Linked DNA regions of Mus musculus: region 2 is linked to region 1. Evidence: chromatin contacts called from public ChIA-PET data. All regions are on one chromosome and are shown on one strand. The core of a region is the stretch at or near the end of the contact, and the rest is flanking DNA. Distances in the headings are between cores, read along the strand shown. Region 1 overlaps Trpc4ap (transient receptor potential cation channel, subfamily C, member 4 associated protein). Region 2 overlaps Phf20 (PHD finger protein 20).

The links. ChIA-PET counts read pairs in DNA pulled down with a chosen protein or histone mark.
Region 2: an RNA polymerase II ChIA-PET map of memory CD8 T cells shows a contact between it and region 1, with 6 read pairs. The contact joins two enhancer-like sites.

The regions. Positions count from the first base shown.
Region 1 is chr2:155,675,568-155,682,364 of GRCm38.p6, forward strand. The region is part of intron 1 of Trpc4ap (transient receptor potential cation channel, subfamily C, member 4 associated protein); the gene reads right to left. Among named protein-coding and RNA genes, the nearest start is that of Trpc4ap, 13 kb to the right of the region's middle. Within about 2 kb of position 4,229, at least 39 of the 459 cell types and tissues checked have an H3K27ac peak or open chromatin away from gene starts, as enhancers often do. A contact at or near this core is called in memory CD8 T cells, where this site is marked.
Region 2 is chr2:156,265,313-156,272,109 of GRCm38.p6, forward strand. It overlaps Phf20 (PHD finger protein 20), which reads left to right. Exons shown (of 18, transcript NM_172674.2): 6 at 1,843-2,230. Among named protein-coding and RNA genes, the nearest start is that of Cnbd2, 44 kb to the right of the region's middle. Within about 2 kb of position 2,484, at least 26 of the 459 cell types and tissues checked have an H3K27ac peak or open chromatin away from gene starts, as enhancers often do. A contact at or near this core is called in memory CD8 T cells, where this site is marked.

The DNA of each region.
Region 1 (6,797 bases), core at 2,979-5,478:
CACACACACACACAAAATCCTAGCAACATATATAGCAAAAGCAAGCAGAAATAATTCAACATACCAACTATTACATACAGAAAACCAACAGCCTACAGGACATCCTCAGGACATTTTTTTTGGTCTATGTCAAAAGACATAATGAAAAATGGCAACAGCCAAACATGTTTCCATGATTAACACTCTGCACACACTAGAAGCAGAACAGAGCTGTCTCAATCAGCTAAAAGTATTTACAAACTAACACCATGCTAACTAGTAAAGACGAATGTTTTCCTACTAACATCAAGAAGAAAAAAGACCTAAAGATGTCCACTCTTACCAACTGCATTTAACAATGTACTAGGAACATAAATGTGAACAATTGGGCAAGAAAAATAAATAAGAGACTTGAACTGGAAATACGGAACACTCTATGTGTGGATAACATGATCCTGATCATCAATTACACTTTATAGTAGCATTAAAAATAAGATATTTGCCCAGCATGGTGGCAAACACACTCAAGGACAGCCTGGTCTAAAAAGTGAGTTCCAGGACAGCCAGGGCTCTGTTACACAGAGAAATACTGTCTCAAAAACAAAATTAAACACTGTTAAATTCAACACTGTTAAAAGATATTAAAGGATGCTCAGAACACCAAGGCAGAAGGATCTCAACCAAGGCCAGGCTGAGTTATACTGTGAGAACTTGTCAAAACAAAAACAAAAACAAAAACAAAAAAAAACAGGCTAGAGAGACCGCTCAGCGGTTAACAGCACCAACTGTTCTTCCTAAGGTCCTGAGTTCAAATCCCAGCAACCACATGGTGACTCACAACCATCTGTAATGAGATCTGATACCCTCTTCTGGAGACAGCTACAGTGTACTTACATATAATAAATAAATCTTTTAAAAAAGAAGAATCATTCATTATTAAAACAACAACAACAACAACCAAACAAACAAACAAACAAAACCAAGAACCATGGAAAAGCACCTCATGTCCAGGCAGTGATCTCACTGACACGACAGTACCTTCCATACTGCTCATTGTTCTACAGCAATAGCTCTATGCTGTTGATCTGATGTAATTCCTACCAAAGCCCCCTTGTCTTCACTGTAGAAATTGGTAATTTACTACTAACTCTCATATGGGAATCCCAGGGACCCAGAAGAGCCAAAAACAGTGTTGAGGTTGCAAGTTTTGTAATCCTGAATTGCTGATTTGTAAGTTCATCACATGTCAACACCAATCAAGACTGGATTAACAGTCTCGTCAAACAGTAATGTCAAACCATAGGATAATTTCCTCAACAAATGTTACTATAGTATAAGTGAATACCTCTAAGTAAAAAATATGTGCTTGCAAGTATGAGGATACAAGTTCAGTCTCCAGAACCTTCTTAAAAGAAGAAAAGTTTAAAAAGCCAATGTGGTGGGCATTCTTGTAAATGCAGAGCTGAAGAGCTGGAGACGGGAGGGTTCCCGGCTGACTGGTTGGTTGGCCAGACTGGCCGACTCGGAGAGTTCCAGTCAATGAGAAAGAGAGACCCTGTCTCCAAAAACAAGGACATGAAGCGCCTGAGAAACAACTGAGGCTCCTGTCATCTACCGACACATATTTGTTCACTGCACCTGCACATATACACAGGCAGGTGCACACGTGCTCGCGTACACACACACTCACATGTGCGCTTGTACACACACATACACACCCCAGGCATACAGAAAAAAAATTTAAAGCATAGAAAAGGGGGTTAAGCCGGGCATGGTGACGCACACCTTTAATCCCAGCACTTGGGAGGCAGAGGCAGGTGGATTTCTGAGTTCGAGGCCAGCCTGGTCTACAAAGTGAGTTCAGGACAGCCAGGGCTACAGAGAAACCCTGTCTCAAAAAAACAAAAAAACAAAAAAAGGGAGGGGTTAAAAAAATCACACCAACTACTGAATTCAGTGATGTTACCTTTTGAAAGTAAAGGAAAACATGAATTTTCTCAGACAAAACTTGACCTTTCCTATGGGAAATATGAGAGGTAGCTCTTTAGAGACAAGGAAACTGATACCATAGAGAATCTCTGTGGCTACCTGTCTCTTGTAATGTCTGTACACTATACACAAAGAGGGCTGATGAAGCAAATGGATACAAATTAACTTTTTTTAGATTATGACCCGAATGTCAGCAATATCAGAAACGACAGGGGACTGGAATGCTTGTTCTACCCACAAACACTGCCTGACTGTTAGAAATGCTCCAAACTTCAGGGCAAACAATACAAACAAACCACTATATAGCACCATACACACCCCTTTTAAAGCCTAGGTTAGCCTCAAACTAGCAGCAATCTTCCACTTCAGCCCCTGGATTTCTGAGATTACGATATAAGCATATGCCCAGCTAAAAATGACTTTTAAAACCAATGACTGGGACTGGAAACATGGCTCCCTCAGTAAACTGTCTGCTACCACAAGCACAAGGACCTGAGTTCAGATCCCAGCACCCACTGAAAGTCAGGTGTAGCAGCATATGGCTGTAACCCCAGCACTGGGCCTCAGTGGTCCCCAGACTAGCTGAATAGATGAGCACCAAGTCGAGGGAGAGGCTGTGTCGCAAAAAGAAAACAAACAAACAAACAAACAAAACAAGTGAAAAGTGTCAAAGCAGGCAGACCTGAGATCAACCTTTAGTCTCCACACATTCATGCCCACACACGGGAATACAACACCTACAAAAGTACATAAACCGTATATACACACAGAGAGAAATATTGATAATTCACTAAAAGAAGAGTCAGTACAATCATATAATGCTCAATTCATCCACAGAAAAAAAAAATGGAAGGTTAAGAAAACAAATACAATGCAGCTGTGCATGTGGTAGAATCTACCCTCTCACGTCACTAACCGCTGCACAAGTCTGTGCATGGTCAAACGCACCAATGACTGCATACCAGGTTTACAAGATAATTAGAAACAGTATCAATTAAAGGTCTATGAGTATGGTCTACAAAGTGAGTTCCAGGACAGCCAGGGCTATACAGAGAAACCCTGTCTCGAAAAACAAAACAAAACAAAAAAGTCTATGAGTAAAATATAGTAATATATATGTCAGTGTTATAAGAGGAGAAAAAAGCCAACTATATGTTGTCCAAGAAAACCCCTTTCATGACTAGAGAGATGGCTCATGGTTAGGTGCCTGTACCACTCTTGCAGAAGACCCAAGTTCAATTCCCAGCACCAATATCAGGCAACTTACAACCACCACTAACTCTAGTTCCAGGGGGTTCTACTGCTCTGGCCTCCTCCAGTGCCTGCTTTATATGTACACACCCAACACAAACTTATACAAATACTCCTAAGCAAAATAATAAAATACATCTTTTTTTAAAAAGAACTACTTTAAATATGACATTATGTATCGGTTAAAAGTATAGGGACAGAGTCCCACATGGTAGCACATATCTGTAAACCCATTACTTCAGAGGTAGAGGCAGAAAGGTCAGGAGAAGTTCAAGGCCAGCCTCAGTTACCTAGTGAGTTCAATGCTAGTGAGGGCTACAGGAGACTCTGTCTCAAAACAACAATAAACAGGAATGCAGAGAGAAACTCAATGACTAAACACTTACTCATCTTCTAGAGGCCCTAAGTTTGGTTCCCAGCACACGTAAGGCAGATCACAACCATCTGATGCCCTCTTCTGACTTCCATGGGCACCATGCATGCAGGTAGTACACAAACACACACACACACACACACACACACACACACACACATATGTACAAACAAAACATTCATACACATAAGATAGATCTTTAAAAAACAATAAAGTAAAAGGCATGGAGAAAAAGAAGTCATGTTAACACTAAAAGAAAGCTTAAAGAGTAGTATGACGTTTCAGACAACAGTTCAGAAAAGGGAGAACTGTTAGGAATAAAGAAGGCCATGACAGAATGTTAAGGGGCCAACTCTCTAAGATGACATGGTAGTTCTTAACATATGTGTACTGAACAGTAGCTTACCAAAATATAGGAAGCAAAACCTCGAAGAACTACCAAAAGAAACTGATGAATTTTTGAACTTCATGAATCCTCAACAAGACAGAAAATCAGTAAGGACAAGGTTGACATTATTGCCACCATCAATTAACTAGGTCTGACATTTGCAACTTCTTTAATCTAACAACAGAGGAACACATACTATTCTCAAAGTCACATGAACAACCCACATCCTTGGCCACAAAGCACACCTTGGCAAGTTCCAAAAGTAGCAGCTGGCTCTTCCTGTAAGCAGTCAGAGGTCACCTGTAAAGATGGTTGCTACTCTCTTGACCCAGAAAACCTCACAAAATCATGCAAATCAAGAGGTTCAAACCTCCGTGTTCACTTTTAAAACACCCGGGAAGCTGCCCAGGCCATCAAGGGTAAGCATATCCACAAAGCCAACACACGTCTGAAGGATGTCACTTGAATGAAACTGTGTGTGCCAGTATAATGGTGAAGTCAGTGTGTGTGCCCAGGCCAAAGTGCTGAATTTCTGCTGCACATGCTTAAACTGCAGAAAGAAACGCTGAGCTTGGGTTTAGATGTAGATTGTCTGCTCATCGAACATATCCAGGTGAACAAGAAAGTCACCTAAAATGCGCCAAGACACCCACAGAGCTCATGGCCAGATTAACCCATCCATGAGCTCCCCCTGCCACAGTGAGATGATCCTCACTGAGAAGGAACAGATTGTTCCAAAGCCAAAAGAGGAGTTTGCACGGAAGAAAAAAAATATCCAAAAAGAAACTGAAGAAACAAAAACGCATGGCACTGGAATAAATTTGGCATAAAATAAATGCAGACAAAAGTAAAAAAAAAAAAAAGTAGCAACTGTAGGCAACTATATAAAGTGTTCTCAAACCACCATGTACTGTGTCTAGAAGCCACAAACAATGAAGAGAACAGTTGAACAGTCTAAGGTATTTGGAGATGAAACAACCATTCTAAATAACTGAGTCAAATGAGCCTGAAGAGAATGTAAAAATATTCTGAGCTAAATGAAAGATAAATTATCAAAGTTTGTAAGTATGGCAAAATCTGTACTAAACACATGTGTTAGGAAAGAAGAAACAGCTCTAGTCCACAGCCTGAGCTCCTACCGTAACACGTCAAAGAAAGAAGGGAACAACTTAAGTCTAGAGCAAGCAGAGGAGAGAGAGAGAGAGAAATGAAACGAGAGCAGAACAGTGGATTCAAGCTGACTTTTGCAACCTCGGGCACTTGCTGGCTGAGGTCAAACCACAGACCTGAGCTTGACACCAGCCTGAGGACTGACTGAACAAAACATGGTCTCAAAAGGACCTCCCCCAAAGACAAAAAGAAAGGAGAAAAAGAAAAAAAGGAACGATTAAATTACAAAAACAGGAAATCTGTACAGAAAAAAAATTAATTAAAAATTGAATCTATAAAGAAAAATAGAATCAATAAACTCTAGCCTGGCTAATTAACCAAGAAAAAGGATACAAATTACTAATGCTGGAAATACATGGGGGTCATTATTACTGATCCCAGGGACATTAACAACAAAGTAATTCTGTGAACAACTCTATGACCAAACTTTTATTAAATTAACTGGACCAGTCTTTGAATGGCACAATCAAGAGTCACGGGAGGAGAAGAGAAAATGTTGACGTAACTATCTACGATAGAAGATGTGCAGATAAAAGTGGGCAAAATCCCTAAACAGACAAGGTAATAGACAAAGGTAATAGACAGATGGCCAGGAAATGCGTGACAAATGACCAGTGCCAGTGTCCGCAGAGGAAAAGCAATCAAATCCACAATAAGCTATGGCACGCCAGTCAGGGCCATAATCACAAAGACAGAAGGAAGTGTTTGGGAAGCTGGGTGGTGGCGCACGCCTTTAATCATGGCACTCAGGAAACAGAGAGGCCTCTGTAAATTTGAGGACAGCCTGGTCTACAAATGAGTTCCTGGCTGTTACACAAAGAAACTCTGTCTTGGAAAAAAATAAAATAAAACAGAAAATGAAAAGAGAAGAGAAGAGAAGAGAAGAGAAGAGAAGAGAAGAGAAGAGAAGAGAAGAGAAGAGAAGAGAAGAGAAGAGAAGAGAAGAGAAGAGAAGAGAAGAGAAGAGAGAAGAGGGAGGGGGAGGAGGAGGGGGAGAAGAAGAGGAAGAAAGAAGAAGAAGAAGAAGAAGAAGAAGAAGAAGAAGAAGAAGAAGAAGAAGAAGAAGAAGAAGAAGAAGAAGAAGAAGAAGAAGCAGCAGCAGCAGCAGCAGCAGCAGCAGCAGCAGGAGGAGGAGGAGGAGGAGGAGGAGGAGGAGAAGAAGAGGTGGTGGTGGTGGTGGTGTCTGGGGAACTGGGGAAACTGGAACTCTCTTTCTCTCCAGGTAAAAATGAAAAATGGCAGTCACAGTTGAGCAAGTACTGAAAAGTTCAATATACAGCCAGGAAGAATGGAGTGCGACTCTAACTTCACTACTCAGAAGGTAGGGTGGCAGGAGGATCACGCTGATTGAGGCCTACATGAGTCACTTAGCCAGACTCAGTTTCAAAACCTCAGTGGTGAAACTTGCCTAGCAGATCCCTAGCAACACACACACACACACACACACACACACACACACACACACACACACACACACACACACATACACACACCCCAGAATTATCATATAACCCAGCAAATGTCCACAGAAGTGTTGCCCACAAAGACAACAGCATTTATCTTAGTAAGCAAAAGTAGAAACTTGAGCGCACCTAACCGGTAAACAGACAAATAAAATATAGGATATCCATATGATGGAATATTATT
Region 2 (6,797 bases), core at 1,234-3,733, 590 kb after region 1:
TCACCTGTGCTTTTAACATTTTTGTTAACTTGTGGAATGAGTTGGTACTGGTGAAAGAACTGACGTACGAACTAGATGGAATTGGTGGTTAGGACAGGTCCCGAGACTCCTCAGTGCCTGATAGCAAAAGTCCAACTTTTAAAATGAAGTGTATTTTCTGACAGTCTCACTCTGGCCTAGGCTATTCTCTAACTCAGAGCGATCTCCTGCTTCACCTCCCAAGTGCTGGGACTGTAGGTGTGAGCCATGAACCCCATCAACTTTAACTGTACTCAGTAAATTAAATTCCCTTCCCAGTTCCCAGCTGCCTCTGAGTGTCTCATCTTACCTCAGTCCCAGAAGACCACCAAGACAGACTGATAGTTCTCAGATGCACACAAGCGTACACATGCACACACATCCCTACCTGCCAAGAGTGTGTAGGCTTTTGACTCAAGATGACTGTCTAAAAGTTTTTCATTACAGTATTGGAACAGGCCAAACTTTCACTTTAGAACTATGTTATTCTAAATGTTTTGGTAATTACACTTGAGTTACATTTCATTTTCTGAGCTTATAAGAAGAAAGTTTGCTTCTTTTAGAAGATCTGGAAAATACTCAAAGCAGAAGGAAAGCAAGACAGCCCCCTTGAGACAAAGGGTTCCTGCTGGTTTGTCTTTGGCACTTTGTGTCTGTCTTGCTGGTTTTTGTTGTTATAAACTTGTATGTGTTATTCTCAAAATTGGAGTCAAGTGCATGCTACTGTCTATAGCTTACTCTTCTGTCTTAACAATGTAACATCTCCTGAAGTTGCTTTGTCCTCTGAAGTTGCAGCTTTCTGGTAGCTCTGTAGTGCTCTATAGTATGCATGGACTTTATGAGGCTGGCTTCCAAGTACAAAGCAGGGTGTTTGTACCCAGCTGGGAAGTCTGATTATCCTGGTAGCAAACTCCATTTCTGGGAATTCATTTTAGTTCAGAAGTAGGGACTGTCAAGTCTTTTGATCTGCACTGACACCACCTCCATCCAGAAGAGAGTACAGTACAGCTGCTGGTTTGTCTCTCTCTTTAGAATAATATTGTGACTTTAAGAAAAGTCTCACTGTTTATAATTTTTTTCCCTGTGGGACAAATTTTGCTTTGACTGCCAAACAGTTAAACATTCCTTTCCTGTTTCTGGGATGTCAATGAGCCTAGGTGTGTGCAGGATTCCATAGGGGAGCATATTGTGGGATAGATCCCTGCTCTTCTCTGGAAATTTTGGAGGAGTGACTCATTCATAAATAAACTTAATTGTAGCCTTAGAAATTTTAACTTTCAAAATGGCCTTATTAGGAGACAGTTACATTAGTGCGCAAGATTTCAAGGCGGATTTTAAAGTCAATTTAGAAGCAGTACTGCTTTTCAGCGGAGAAAACATCCAACAGCTCAGGAACCCAGTAGGTAGCTTGCTGGGGTGAGCACAGCTAGTAACAGGAGAAGCAGCTAAGACTTTTGGTCTGCTCTGGGCATTGTGAACAGTGTTCCTGTTAAGCTTCAAGTTACTAGTTTGATTTTCTTCTATATAAAACTGGGTATCAGTGCACATCTCTGAAAATCCCTGGCTAAGAAAGCTAGAGTTAGAAACGCTGCTTCCAGTCACGGATCTTGCTAGTTGGCATCCCTAACTAGTCTTGTGTGGCTCATCCTAGTAAGGGAGACTGCAGAGTCTCAAAGCTCAGGTACTCTCCTGGTCCTGTGCATCATGTGACCTGGCCTATGTCCTCTTAGTGTCTTCATTGTCTTCATAAATGTGCAAGCAATCTCCTGATTGTGTATTTGCAAGTAATCACAAAGTGTTTCATCGCTATTTTGCTCATTTTAGAATATTGTGGGTAATGCTAGGCCTAAAGAAACAGACCACAAAAGTCTTTCATCGTCTCCTGAGAAACGAGAGAAGTTTAAAGAACAGAGAAAAGTCACGGTCAATGTGAAGAAAGACAAAGTGGAAAAAGCCTTAAAGACAGAAAAGCGGCCCAAGCAACCTGACAAAGAGGGAAAGCTGATCTGCTCAGAAAAAGGCAAAGTGTCAGAGAAAAGCCTTCCTAAGAACGAAAAGGAAGATAAGGAGAACATTTCCGAGAACGAGCGGGAGTACTCCGGGGATGCCCAGGTGGAAAAGAAGCCTGAGAAGGACCTTGTGAAGAACCCACAAGAGAACCTGAAGGAGCCAAAAAGAAAACGAGGCAGACCCCCTTCCATAACTCCTACGGGTGAGTCTCCCAGGCGGGCTCTGCAGTGCGTGATGGCAGTGTTCTTCTGTGGCCTTTGTGGTTCTTTATTCCTTCTGTACTTCAATCCTTCATGTTTGTGACTGGCTTGTGAGCTGAAAACAAACGGTGCTTGTGGAGCTGAATTTCAGTGAGGAGTGTGTCCAGGTAGACGTGTTGGGGAGTGTGGCCGTGACTGAGCTGGGGTGGAAACATGCGGGAGCTAAGGCCTTCTGGTGCCTGCTCACATGCCCTCAGTCTGAGGAAATAACAGCCTCATGGGCAGACATGAAAGAGGAGAGGAGAAGACAGGAAGCTGAGGGTGCAGCTGATCCTGGGTTCAGGCCTTAGTGCCAACACACACGTGCGCACAGACACACACACACACACACAACACGCACACACACACACACACACACACACACACACACACACACACACACACACGTTGTGTCGATGAGGGAGGCAGAGTAAAACAAGTCAAAGCCTAGAGCTAGGGAGGCAAAGGTGCATTTTGAGCTCTTAGTAGGCATTGTAGCTCACACCTGTGACCCTGACACTTGGGAAGCGGAACCAGGAGGATCGTTAGGTCAAGACGAGCCTGGGCTTCGTAAGGACACCTGCCTCAAAAAGACGGAGCTTTTTTTTTTTTTTTTAAGATTTGTTTATTTTATTTTTATTTATATGAGTACACTGTAACTGTCTTCAGACACACCAGAAGAGGGCATCAGACCCCATTACAGATGGTTGTGAGCCACCATGTGGTTGCTGGGAATTGAACTCAGGATCTCTGGAAAAGCAGTCAGTGCTCTTAACCACCGAGCCGTCTCTTCAGCCCAACATTGAGTTTTTAAAAGATGTTTATTGATGCTGAAGTTTCAGTTTAAATAAAAAAATAATTTGGTTAATTAAACTGGTAAGAGTTAAGGGTTCAATATGGATGTTGGAAATAATATGCAGTTATTTAAAGGCAGTCTAAAACACTGAGGTAGGGGAATGCAGTGAGTTCAAGGCTAGCCTGGGCTACGGAGTGAGTAGCAGATTAGCCTGTGCTAAAATAAAATATTGACTCAAAAAGAAAAAAAAAAAGAAAGGCGGTATAAGTTTGGAATTCTTCTATTATATCAAAATCAAATTTTGATTTCTTGATAAGCCGAACACTCACACTTCAGGTGATTTGGAGGCATGCAAAGCCCCCCTGCCCCCACCAGATAGAACCACCTATAGCTGAATGCACCTGTGGTCTTTCCCTGTATGAATATTAGACAAGTATGGACCTCTTCCCATTTCCAAGTAGCATCTATAATCTTTTGTTGTTCATTGTCCTGGGAGCTGAGCCTGTGACCTTGCACATGATAAACCAGTCAGCTACAACTCTAGCTCACAGTCTTTTTTTTTTTCATGAAAGTTTAAACAGTTTCAGTAGATAATTCAAAATGTAAAATTTGATATAGAATATATTTTGTGAGAACTAGAATAAGAGCCAACTCACTGATCCCTAGTGGGAAACTCTACATTAGGTTACGTCATTCAGGAGTATCTTTCTTAAAGCTGAGTTCTAATTTTATAGGAAATCAGACAATAGCCTGTTTTATCATCAGATGAAATATGAGCCTCCCCTCTTAAACAAATAAAAATAACAGCAGAAAAGGCCAGGTAAAGAGCTTGTTGTATATGCCTTGTAACCTGAGTGTGGCTATCCAGAATCCACATAAGGGCCATGTACTATAGTTCTTGTCTGCAGTCCTAGATTATGGGTCCTAGGAGATTCTTTGGAAGCATGTGGGCCAGCCATCTTGTTATATACAACAAGGAAGACAAGAGACCCTGTCTTAAGGGAAAGGACAGGGACCTGCGACCCTGATTGTCTTCTGACCTTGACTCTTGGTCAGTGATATGCAGGCACTTGCATTCACTCAGCCACTTAGACTCAAGCTCAGGAAAACATGTATTTTTCACATGCACAAATAAAACAAAGTAAAAGCGCCCCCCCTTCCCCCCCGTTTTTCAATACAGGGTTTCTCTATGTGGTTCTGGCTGTCCTAGAACTCACTCTGTAGACCAGTCTGGCCTCCAACTTAAGGATCCTCCTGCTTTTACCTCAAGTGTTGGAATTAAAGGTCTGTACCATCATACCCATCTCTCTCTCTTTTTTTATCTTTTTTAAAAATTTTCTTTTGTTAATTGGCAGTGCTAGTCAAACCCAGGTCCTTCTGTCTGAGAAGCAAGTGCTGTGTCTGCCGCTGAGCCACCCCTGCAGCTCTCTCCCAGTCTGTAGTCTATAGTGACTATATGGTGAAATGTTTTTAGATGGATTTGTTTAAATAAAATATATTCTCAAACTTAGTTTCATTTTTTAAAAATTTCTTAATATGATTGCTTAAAAATTTAGTTACATGTGGCTCACATTTGATGTTCTCATTGTAAATCTGTCTGACAGCATTTTCCTTAAATTTAGTTGCTGTCAGAAAGAAAGAAAGAAAGAAAGAAAGAAAGAAAGAAAGAAAGAAAGAAAGAAAGAAAGAAAGAGAGAGAAGAAAGAAAAGAAAGGGAAACTTTAGTTGCTGCCTTGATTGGCTTGTGAGAAAGAATTAAACAGCAATACCCCAGGCCTGCATGATCCCTAATGAACTGCCGTGCATTGAGAATGGTACAGCTATACAGTGTTCTGAGGGAGACTGAGAAAATACCCTGTGTCTTCCAGACAAAGAATGGAGAATGAATTGGGACAGTCTAGAGGTTTAAACATCCCAGGTTGTGCGCCATCTTCAGATAGCGTTGAGTGTGAGGCCAACTCCCTCTGCTGCAACGGAACCCAGAGGTTGCTCACAGCAGGCCACTGCATCACAGCTGCTCTATATCCCTAGACTCCAGACAGCTGGGAAAGGGTAGCTGTGCAGGAAGGAAAAAGATGGGAAGTGTGGACTTGTCTGCAGCTCAGTTTAGCTCTTCCTGCTGTAGCTTGGAGCCTTTGGCGTGTGTACTGAGGTATATATGTTTCCCAGGTGACAGACTCTTCCATGAACCCATCCACAGCTTCACGCCTTCCTGCACTCATTTATTGCTTTTGTAAGAATGTGATTTCATACCAGATAGACACATTTACTAGAGAGGGAAATCTCCTGCTAACTGGACTTGGCCATGTAAGGACAGGCTGAGCTTGTGCTTCCTGCCTTCTGTCAGCACCAGTGTGGAGATGCTGGGCTCCCATCCCAGTGAGGTGTTCTGGGGAGTTAGGGAAATACTCAGCTGCTCTGTAGGTACCTGTTGATATGTGCTATCAAAAGGAAAAGGAGGCTTGTGTGGTGCTGCATATGGAGTTCAGGCACCCTTAGGAAACCAAGGAGTTTGTTTACCAGGGGAGCCCTGAGCTCCTAGATTGCACAGATCTGATTGGGAGCAGAATCTGAGCTATGTAGATTATATGTAGATTGTTTAAGTTTATGTTTAACCTGGAATATGTGTGACCCAAGTTTCCGCCACTCAATATAGAATAATGTTGATATGTTGGGATGGTTGAATAAAGCAAGAGCCAAGAATGGGGCTTTTCTCCTCAGAGCCTGCTCTGTCTCTCTTTCCACCTCTGCCACGGCCACACTGGAGCTGCAGATTGTACATGGATCTCTTCTCATTCCTTTGGTTTATTCCCTGTTCTCTGTTTCCCATTCCAGTCCTCTTCTCTCTTCTTTTGCCCTCCTCAGATCCCTGAGTCCCGCCTTCCTGCTGGGGCTCTCTAATCTTTCTTCTGTCTCTTTTTGGATTTCCATCTTTCAGGTTTGAGGAGAGCGTCTTATGCTTTAGGCCAAAAGTAGAGAATGAAGCACTATCCAGTCTTAGCACCTGCTGAGTTAGTGATCCATGGCAGTGCCTGAGACTTGTGTTGGCTTTAATGTAGATCTTCTAAACAAAGCAAAACAAAATAAACCACCTATAACCAGTGACAGCTGACTTAGCACGTAGACCTTGAAAACAGGAAACAAGCCCTAATCCGTGACACACATTTTATTTTTTAATTTTTTAATTTTTTTTTTTTTTTTTTTTTTTTGCTGGCCTCGAACTCAGAAATCCGCCTGCCTCTGCCTCGCGGGTGCTGGGATTAAAGGCGTGCGCCACCACCGCCCGGTGACACACATTTTAAGAATGAGCCTGCGTGGTGGTGCGTTTTCTTAGTATTGGGTAGGTGAGGGTTTGTTCAGTTTTCTTTTTTTTTCTGGACTGGTCAGCTGGCTTTGAAAAGATTTGATGCTTAGAATGGCTGAAGGAGTCAGATGAGGTGGAGCAGGTCTGTGATGCCTCCATTGAGAGGTCAGGGTCATCTTTGGCTACAGTTGCAGGCTACCTTTACTGTGTGTGAGAGCCTGTTCCTTTCTGGTTCCTCTCCCCAGGATCTCAGGACTCTTACTTAGTAATAACTGTCTAACCCCAGCACTCGGGAGCTAGAGGCAAGAGGATCAGGAGTGGAAAGTCATCCCTTGATATATTTGTAGTTTGAGATCAGTTTGGGCTTTTTACTACACTAATTTTTTCTTCTCCAAATAAAGCAAGATTACAAGGGCATGATCAGCAGTGC